2 separate regions of the Danio rerio genome follow, and region 1 is linked to region 2. A link is a contact called in public Hi-C data. All regions are on one chromosome and are shown on one strand. Each heading gives the region's core, a stretch centred on a gene start, on an enhancer-like site or on the middle of the called end of the contact. The rest is flanking DNA. Distances are from core to core; before and after follow the strand shown. Region 1 holds the start of si:ch211-117c19.1. Region 2 holds the start of setbp1 (SET binding protein 1).

Region 1 (3,814 bases), core at 1,035-3,534, 470 kb after region 2:
ATTCTTAAGGTTGCAGAGATTCAAAGTATACCAGTCCCGAGCTTCAGGATTAGTGAAATCCAAAATGCCAGCGATACCATTCCACCAACTCACCAAAGCGGGAAGTTGGCTACCAGGTACACGTACAAACAGTCCTCGTTCTACTCCGACACCAAAATTGACAGAATTATAGTTGACAAATGGATGCGTCCACAGGGTTACCTTGAAGCCAGCTTCCCTTAATTTTTGAAACATGAGTGAAGCATTGGGAAACTTAATAGGATCCAACTCAAACTCCCCATAGCCACTGGGATATCTATCATACAGCTCCAATTGACTGCAATTAAAGCCATGTTTTTGGATATCAGCAGCATATTTTAAAACACTTTCTTGGTTGACTTCTTCTAGAGCTCCTGTAGACCAGATTGGTTGTTTGAAAACAGCTTCTGATGGAACCTTATTGGGCTTGTTGAAATATCGACGGACCATGTACTTGTGTAAAGAAGTGACATCAGGCCCAACACATACACGGTAGCTTAGTGTTACACGATGGGGATTACCAGGGTCAGGTCTGTAAGGACTGTCATTGTATCGAGCCTGAAACCACAGAGTTCTGTTTGTTTCATCCCAGCCTAGATGAAAAGGAACAGAATCGCTAATTTTTATTGCTGTAGCATTTGAAGAAAGCCAGTAGCGTTCTAAGATGCCACCAAATGCCTGATGATTTGTTTTGATATCACCTGTTATGAAAGGTTTGGGTGCATGTTGTCCTTTCAAAACCATTGGCCAATGCTGTGACCACATCTCCGCACCACCATACCAATGTGATGCACCGCAGGACATGACATGCTCTACAGACCCATGCTCATTCAACTCATCCCAGCGGACACGATAGCACTCAACTGTGTCTTTAGGCTTCACCATTTCAATGAAGAAATGTACATTCCCTGAATTGGACTTGTCACAACTGAGAATCTGTCCCTCTTTCAAACAGGAGTCCAGATCTAGGGTTCCAGACCTAAAATGCACAATAAGAAACAGTGTGAACTCTAATCACAACCATGTGAATACAAATAAACAAGACTGTTTTAAAAAGCGTACCTGAATGCCATTTTAAATATGACAACCCCAGCTTGATTTCTGATAGCAAACCCATCCTTGTTAAGGTCTAATCGTTCAGTCGTCAGACAACTGGCCTTGTGAAAAGAGGCAGAGTAGTCACACCATGCCACTATAGCAGCAAAAACAAGTATGGCTCCTAGTGCACTTGCTTTTATGACTGGGCGGCTTGGTCTGCCAACTCTCTTCTTCTTAGGTGGTGGGCAACGGCTTATGGCACCAATGCCAATATCTCCAACAGTTGCTGATACAATTTGGTACATCTTCACAGCATTCTTATGCACAAAGTTCTCTGTAAAATATTTGTATTTTGTGAGCAGAAAGCAGACTGTTTTAGGCAGACTGCACATGGGCTGCACATAGTTGAATAAGCAGCTGGCCAGGACAGCTTGAATATTTCGTCATGCCTAGACAAAATAAAGAAAAATATATATAAAATCATGCAAATATTTTTAAAAGACAATAAAATGTTTAAAAATAATGTTGTCAGGGCTGTGATTTAAATTCGTAATCAAATCAAACTGCTGGAGAAGTTACAAACCCAAGAAAATGCAAAGTCATTATTGTATTAAATGAGAACGGCAATTATTTCCCAGAGATGGGTTGTGGCTGGAAGGGCATCCGCTGCGTAAAAACTTGCTAGATAAGTTGGCGGTTCATTCCGCTGTTGCGACCCCGGATTAATAAAAAAGGGACTAAGCCGACAAGACAATGAATGAATGAATGAGAATGGCAATTAATATACATATTTCATGTTAATAAAGTTCACTAGACGTAAAGGTTTAGATTAACGTAAGATAAAATAAAACATAAAAGAGAAGCTTTTTGTATTTTTGTTCATACAATTCAAGTCAATTTAACTGTAAATAAAGATTCTCTTGTCCTTTACTCACCTTTTTGTGATTCCAACTCTTTGTTCTGTGGAAAAATAAAAAATATTTCAAGAAATCTCTGTCCATACAATTTAAGTCAGCGGTAACAACACCCTTACTATTTTTTTTTAAATAAGTATATTCTACAGAAGTAAAAGTCATACATGTTTGAAGGATGATTCTGATTAAATTATGACAGAATTCCCCTTTTTGGGTAGGCTAAACTAACCCTTACAGTAAATAAAACATTTCTGTGCATATGAGAGAACCTATCTTTTGTTCCTGCACTACAGCCTCTGAAGTGCTCTGGGCAATGTGGGCATGTATTGACCATACTGTTTATACATTCCTGTGATGTAACAGGCACACTATTGATTGAGCCTTTTGATTTCCCCCCCCCTTTTTTACCATCAAATAAAAGCATCTACTATTATTGAAAAAAAAAAAGGGGGATTGTAATTTCAATGTTGTGGGACTGGAATTATTACCTTTATAAGTTAGTTCAGCATTACTCTCAGTGAAAAAAAGAAAAAAAAGGAAAAGAGTTCTTAACACATACTGTTGTGGATGTTTTCATCCACTCTGGGGTGATTCTGCAATTAAATTTAGCCATAACTTATTCTGTGTTTCAGCTCGCATAATGATTTTTGGTGAAAAATCTTATTTAGAAACATATTTTAAGAAATTACAGAGTGTAAGAAAGATACACTCTGTTACTACCCTTGCATTATGTTTGGGTTGAAAACATCCACTCAATTAAACTATTATATATATTAATATTATATATTAAAAAATTATGTATTTTCAAAATAAAAGTTAGGTGTAAACTGGAATTTTGTAAGGCAAGGCAAGGCAAGGCAAGTTTATTTATATAGCACATTTCATACACAATGGCAATTCAAAGTGCTTTACATAAACAAGAATAAAAGAAACAAGTAAAATAAAATAATGTACCTGTTGTCAAAGTCTTGGACATGTGAAACAGCATTGCTTTTGATGCATTGATTTTTTTCTTCTTTTTTTTCTTCCTAATTTTCTGTTGGTGTCTTCCTTTTAAACCACATCTTTTGATTGAAAAGCCATGATGCCACATAATCATGCATTTTTGACTGTTGGTGGTTTCCCTGTTGGGAATAGGTGAAATTTGTAATTTTTACTGTTGATCATCAGTTGGCACCAATAACCCTGTAAAATAAGCCTGTGCACAAAGAAAAGCTTAGCTTCTGGATTTTATATAAAGTATAACAGCAAATTAAAGTGTGTGTGTTTTTGTGTCTAAGTGTGTGACTTTTACGCACTTCCCTTAACATCAAAATAGGCATCTCAGTTCTCAGACCTACATGCAGTAAATAAAAACAAATACTGTGTGTATATGCACTATCAAATGTATGCCCAATGTATGTTTCATCAATAGAAGTCAATGGGGCAAAAAAAGCCACCAACAGTAAAGGGAGAAAAAACGAAAATCTAACAATGCATCAAAGCCAACATTGTTACTAATCGTTCACATGTCCAAGACTGTGATAAAAGCAAAAATATATGAATAAATAAATCCAGCCCACAACCACCTTTTATATTACAAATATGCTATTTTTTCACGAAATCAGTGACATAATTTATGATCTTGGCAATTGAAGAGTTAAAATCACGTAATTTTTAAAAACATTTAGTAGTTTTGATCAGGACAGAGGTTGATTATCAAATTTATGCACAAAAAACTGATGCATTTTTACAGCAGTTTTATTTAGTGGATGATTTTATTCAAAATATAACAAAAGGGTAGTCAATTTGAACAGTGTACAAGGGTTAACAAGTGCTCTCTAAAACATCACCTGACAGATGTA
Region 2 (4,046 bases), core at 1,461-3,960:
CAACAGTTAATGCATTTCTCAAAACAATAATTCATTTTTGCACATCATAGTAGCAGTTTCTCATTCCTTCCAACAAATTGTGAATGCTTTTGGATATGCATCATTTGCTTTCATACAACTCTTTGCTGTTTTATAACATTATCATCTGCTTATGTCGCGAATACTGATTATTCATTCCATATTAAACTAATAGTCCTCATTTCATTACTTGAGTCATTACATACAAAAATGTTGAACTTGTCAAAATTTGTCTAGCAAATTTTTATATATATATATATATATATATATATATATATATATATATATATATATATATATATATATATATATATATATATATATATATATATATGTATGTATATTTCTCTGAAAATGTCTTGTAAATTGAACAATTTCATGAATGATCTACAGACCTACATTATGTATGTTGTAGGTTCAGTTCCAATATGTACTGCAATATTGTTTAGAGTTGTGCACAGCTCTGCCCAACGAAACGTTATGTTTCTCAGTGGCTTTGGTGCATTTCTCACAACACTATTTACATTTGCACAACAGTTTATGCATTTCTCAAAACATTTAGTAATTTGTGCACATCCTAGAAGCAGTTTCTCATTCCTTCCAACAAATTGCAAATGCTTTTGGACATGCATCAATTGCTTTCATACAACTCTCCGCTATTTATAACATTATCATTTGGTTATGTCATGTCAGTCAAAATAAACTAAACTTGTGAATGCTGAATAGTCACTCCATATAAAACTAATAGTCCTCATTTCATTACTTGACTCATTACATACAAAAATGTTGAACTAGTTGTCAAAATCTGTCGAGCTAATTTTATATAAAAAAATTAAAATATTTATTTTCCTGTAAATGTCTTCAAAATTTAACAATTTCATGATTGATTTACACACCTGTCTGTGTATGTTGTAGGTTCAGTTCCGATATGCGCTGCAATATTGTTTACAGTTGTGCACAGCTCTACCCAAAGAAATTTTATGTTTGTTGTAAATAAGAATGTATTTATTCTTTTGCACAATGTTGTGAATAAATTAGAATTGTAAAGAGTATATGCAGTAAAAATGTTACAGTAAACATACATATTTCGTGTCTTGTACTCAGATACCTCACTAAATGCAGTGATGTCTAACTTTACTGTAGTTTTTCAAATGGCTGTGCAAATAGTATATAGTGTTGTCTTGAGCATTTTCTGGAAGTCTCACCAAAATCTGACGTCAATGGAGCAGTCTGGCGAAATTAAAAAATTAGGCTGATCCTGATTGGTCCTCATGCAGATGTAATGTACATCAAAATGTAGAGAGTAAACTGTCATAATGAATACATGACAAAGTCATTTGACTATCTTGTTCATCAACAATGGTGTCAGGATTTTTCATTTTGATGACACTGATACTTTTACTGACATAAATACTTGCTTTTGAGGAATGCACTATTCATTTTGAGCTTGTAACGTGCTTTTGCAGGTTATCAACTAGGTTTTGAGGTTTGTACTAATTGTTTTGGAAAATGCATTAACTGTTGTGCAGAAATGTACTAGTGTTGTGATAAATGCACCAAAGCGACTGAGAAAAACTACTTGTGTAACTTCTTTACTGTAGTTTTCAAATGGCAGTGTAGTGCTTTCTTCAGCATTTTCAGGATGTGTCACCAAAATCTGACTCTTACATCTGACTTTTTTACATTAACAGAGTAAACTGTCATAATGAAAACATGACAAAGCCATTTGACTATCTTGTTCATAAACAATGGTGTCAGGACTCTCATCTTGATGACACTGACACTTTCATTGACATACTTGCTTTTGAGGAATGAGTTTTCCATTTTGATCAAGTAACACGCTTTTGCAGGTTATCAACTAGGTTTTGCAGTTTGTTCTAAATGTTTTGAGAAATGCATTAACTGTTTTGCGAATGTAGTATTGTAAGAAACGCACCAGAGCGACAGAGAAAACTGTAAAAATATAATAAATAAATAAATAATGAATAAATAAATAAATAACCGAATTTTGATTGATTTAACAAATAAACATGTTGTACTGAAGAAAAATGGCAAAAACAAACATACATTTTCAGCAATACATTTCCAAGTGGACAAAATAAACAAATCAAGCAAACATGTGAACAGACAAATAAATATATTGCTCTATGCAAACACAAAACCAGAAAAACTGTTATACAAATACAAAAAAATACAAATATTCTGGAAAGTGAGATAAGAAATTAAAAAAAAAAAAAAAACATATTTTGGGCTTAAGCAGAAAGGCATAAAAAATACAAATATGCTGTAATTAAACATATAAACTAAAACTGAAAATTGAAAATATAAACAAACAAACAAATAAATAATGAATAAAAAAACATAAAAATTGTATACAACACGCTTAGCAAGACAGACAGACAGATAGACAGATAGACAGATAGACAGATAGATAGATAGATAGATAGATAGATAGATAGATAGATAGATAGATAGATAGATAGATAGATAGATAGATAGATAGATAGATAGATAGATAGATAGATAGATAGATAGATAGATATCTTGTTCCACAGGTAGATGGCGCAGGTGAGCGAGCAGCAGCCAGGACAGGTCTGTCAGTCAGAGCGTTTGCCCAGATCAGACTCAGAGAGCAGAAGCACACACACACACACCAACCATCAAAAACTACTGCGGGAGTCCAGCAAGAGTCACATCACACTCGCTGAAGTCCAGAAGCAACACACGTTCAGCCGCGGGAACGCCGGAGTCCGCGTTTCTCCTGGATATATTTGCCCCGCACGACCGGCGAGTCACGGAAAGCAGGACTTTGGACATAACTGTGGATCGTAAGAGCAGATTTGTTTTCTCCGCAGTGGGAAGGCTCGATCCTCCCCCCGAGCCTGAGGATTTGAGAGGGAAGCAATGCAGTGCTGAGACTGACTGTACACCATATTTCTGCTCCAGTCCACATTTCATCTGAATCTGCAGACGCATTTCACCCATCGACCGCAGATCGACCGCTCTTCATTTCTTTCCTCCCGAAAAAGAAATCCAACTCGAGATTAGGACTGACGCCATTTTAAAGCGATAAAAAACCGCTTGAGTTTTGAGGGATTGTAAAGTGCTTGTCATGATCTAGTAAATGGATTTACTCTCGTAGACTTCAGCAGCAGCAGCAGCAGCAGCAATGGGTGAGTTTAACCTTAGCACTATGCCATTTTGATCAGATTATTTATTTTTGTTTCTGAGGCATGCGATTAACGTGACGTTACAGGCGATGCACTTAAAATCTGCAGAGCTTTTTTACCTGAAGAAAAAGGTAGACCACCGCCAGCATTGCCTGAATTGTTCAACATAAACAAAACTCAATCTCCATTATCAGTAATAAATCATTAGTAACAGTTTCATTTACTACAGAGGGTGAATGTTTTATCTAACTCACCCCGAAGCTGCAATTGCAACACTGGGAGAATACCTTGAGCTGTATGTTCTGATATATAATGGCATATTCATAGGAAGAGGCATTATTCAGCGTAATTTACTGTAATCGTGGCCATGCATCAGTTTCCCGCTGATAGAGTAGGCGTGTGTTTGCACTGTCAAGCGCCTATAGTAATTTCCACTATAAGCCACCGTGTAGGCTTTGCTTTCCATGTCACTTGTGTTCTTCTTACTCATCGCAGACGGGATGTGTCACAAAACCTCACTAGCTGTCTACCTAGACCGCGTTTTTTGGGGCGTTTTGTTTCCCTAGAATGCTGGCAAGAAAGAGTCTCGCTAGGTTTTGAGACACCTCAGCGTTTTGTGTTAATGATGCAACTGTTGACCTAAGTGTTAGGTTTCCTATCTGATCTGTCATAAGGTTGCATGGTCAAATTACCCTTTGCTGACATTTGCCAAGATCAGATACTATTCAGAACGTGAGTTGCAGTTATTATTAATGTTTTCTATATTTAGCCTATCAGATTTTAAATGGTGTTTTAAATGGTTTGGTTGGAGCAAATCTGTGGCTAATTGCAAAAAAGGCATTTTGATAACATTTTTGA

The links. Hi-C and Micro-C count contacts between places; a contact is called where the count stands out from the background.
Region 1: a Hi-C map of an unstated tissue shows a contact between it and region 2, with 4 times the contacts expected there. The contact joins the promoter of si:ch211-117c19.1 here to the promoter of setbp1 in region 2. A contact is called at or near these places in 1 of 18 Hi-C or Micro-C datasets (an unstated tissue) and 1 of 4 datasets of contacts at active chromatin or transcription factors (embryo).

The regions. Positions count from the first base shown.
Region 1 is chr5:56,621,371-56,625,184 of GRCz12tu, forward strand. si:ch211-117c19.1 reads right to left here and starts at 2,285. Exons shown (of 4, transcript XM_073951432.1): 1 at 1,992-2,285; 2 at 1,081-1,505; 3 at 720-997; 4 at 1-611. The coding sequence starts at 1,448.
Region 2 is chr5:56,146,025-56,150,070 of GRCz12tu, forward strand. setbp1 (SET binding protein 1) reads left to right here and starts at 2,711. Exons shown (of 4, transcript XM_005165675.6): 1 at 2,711-3,191.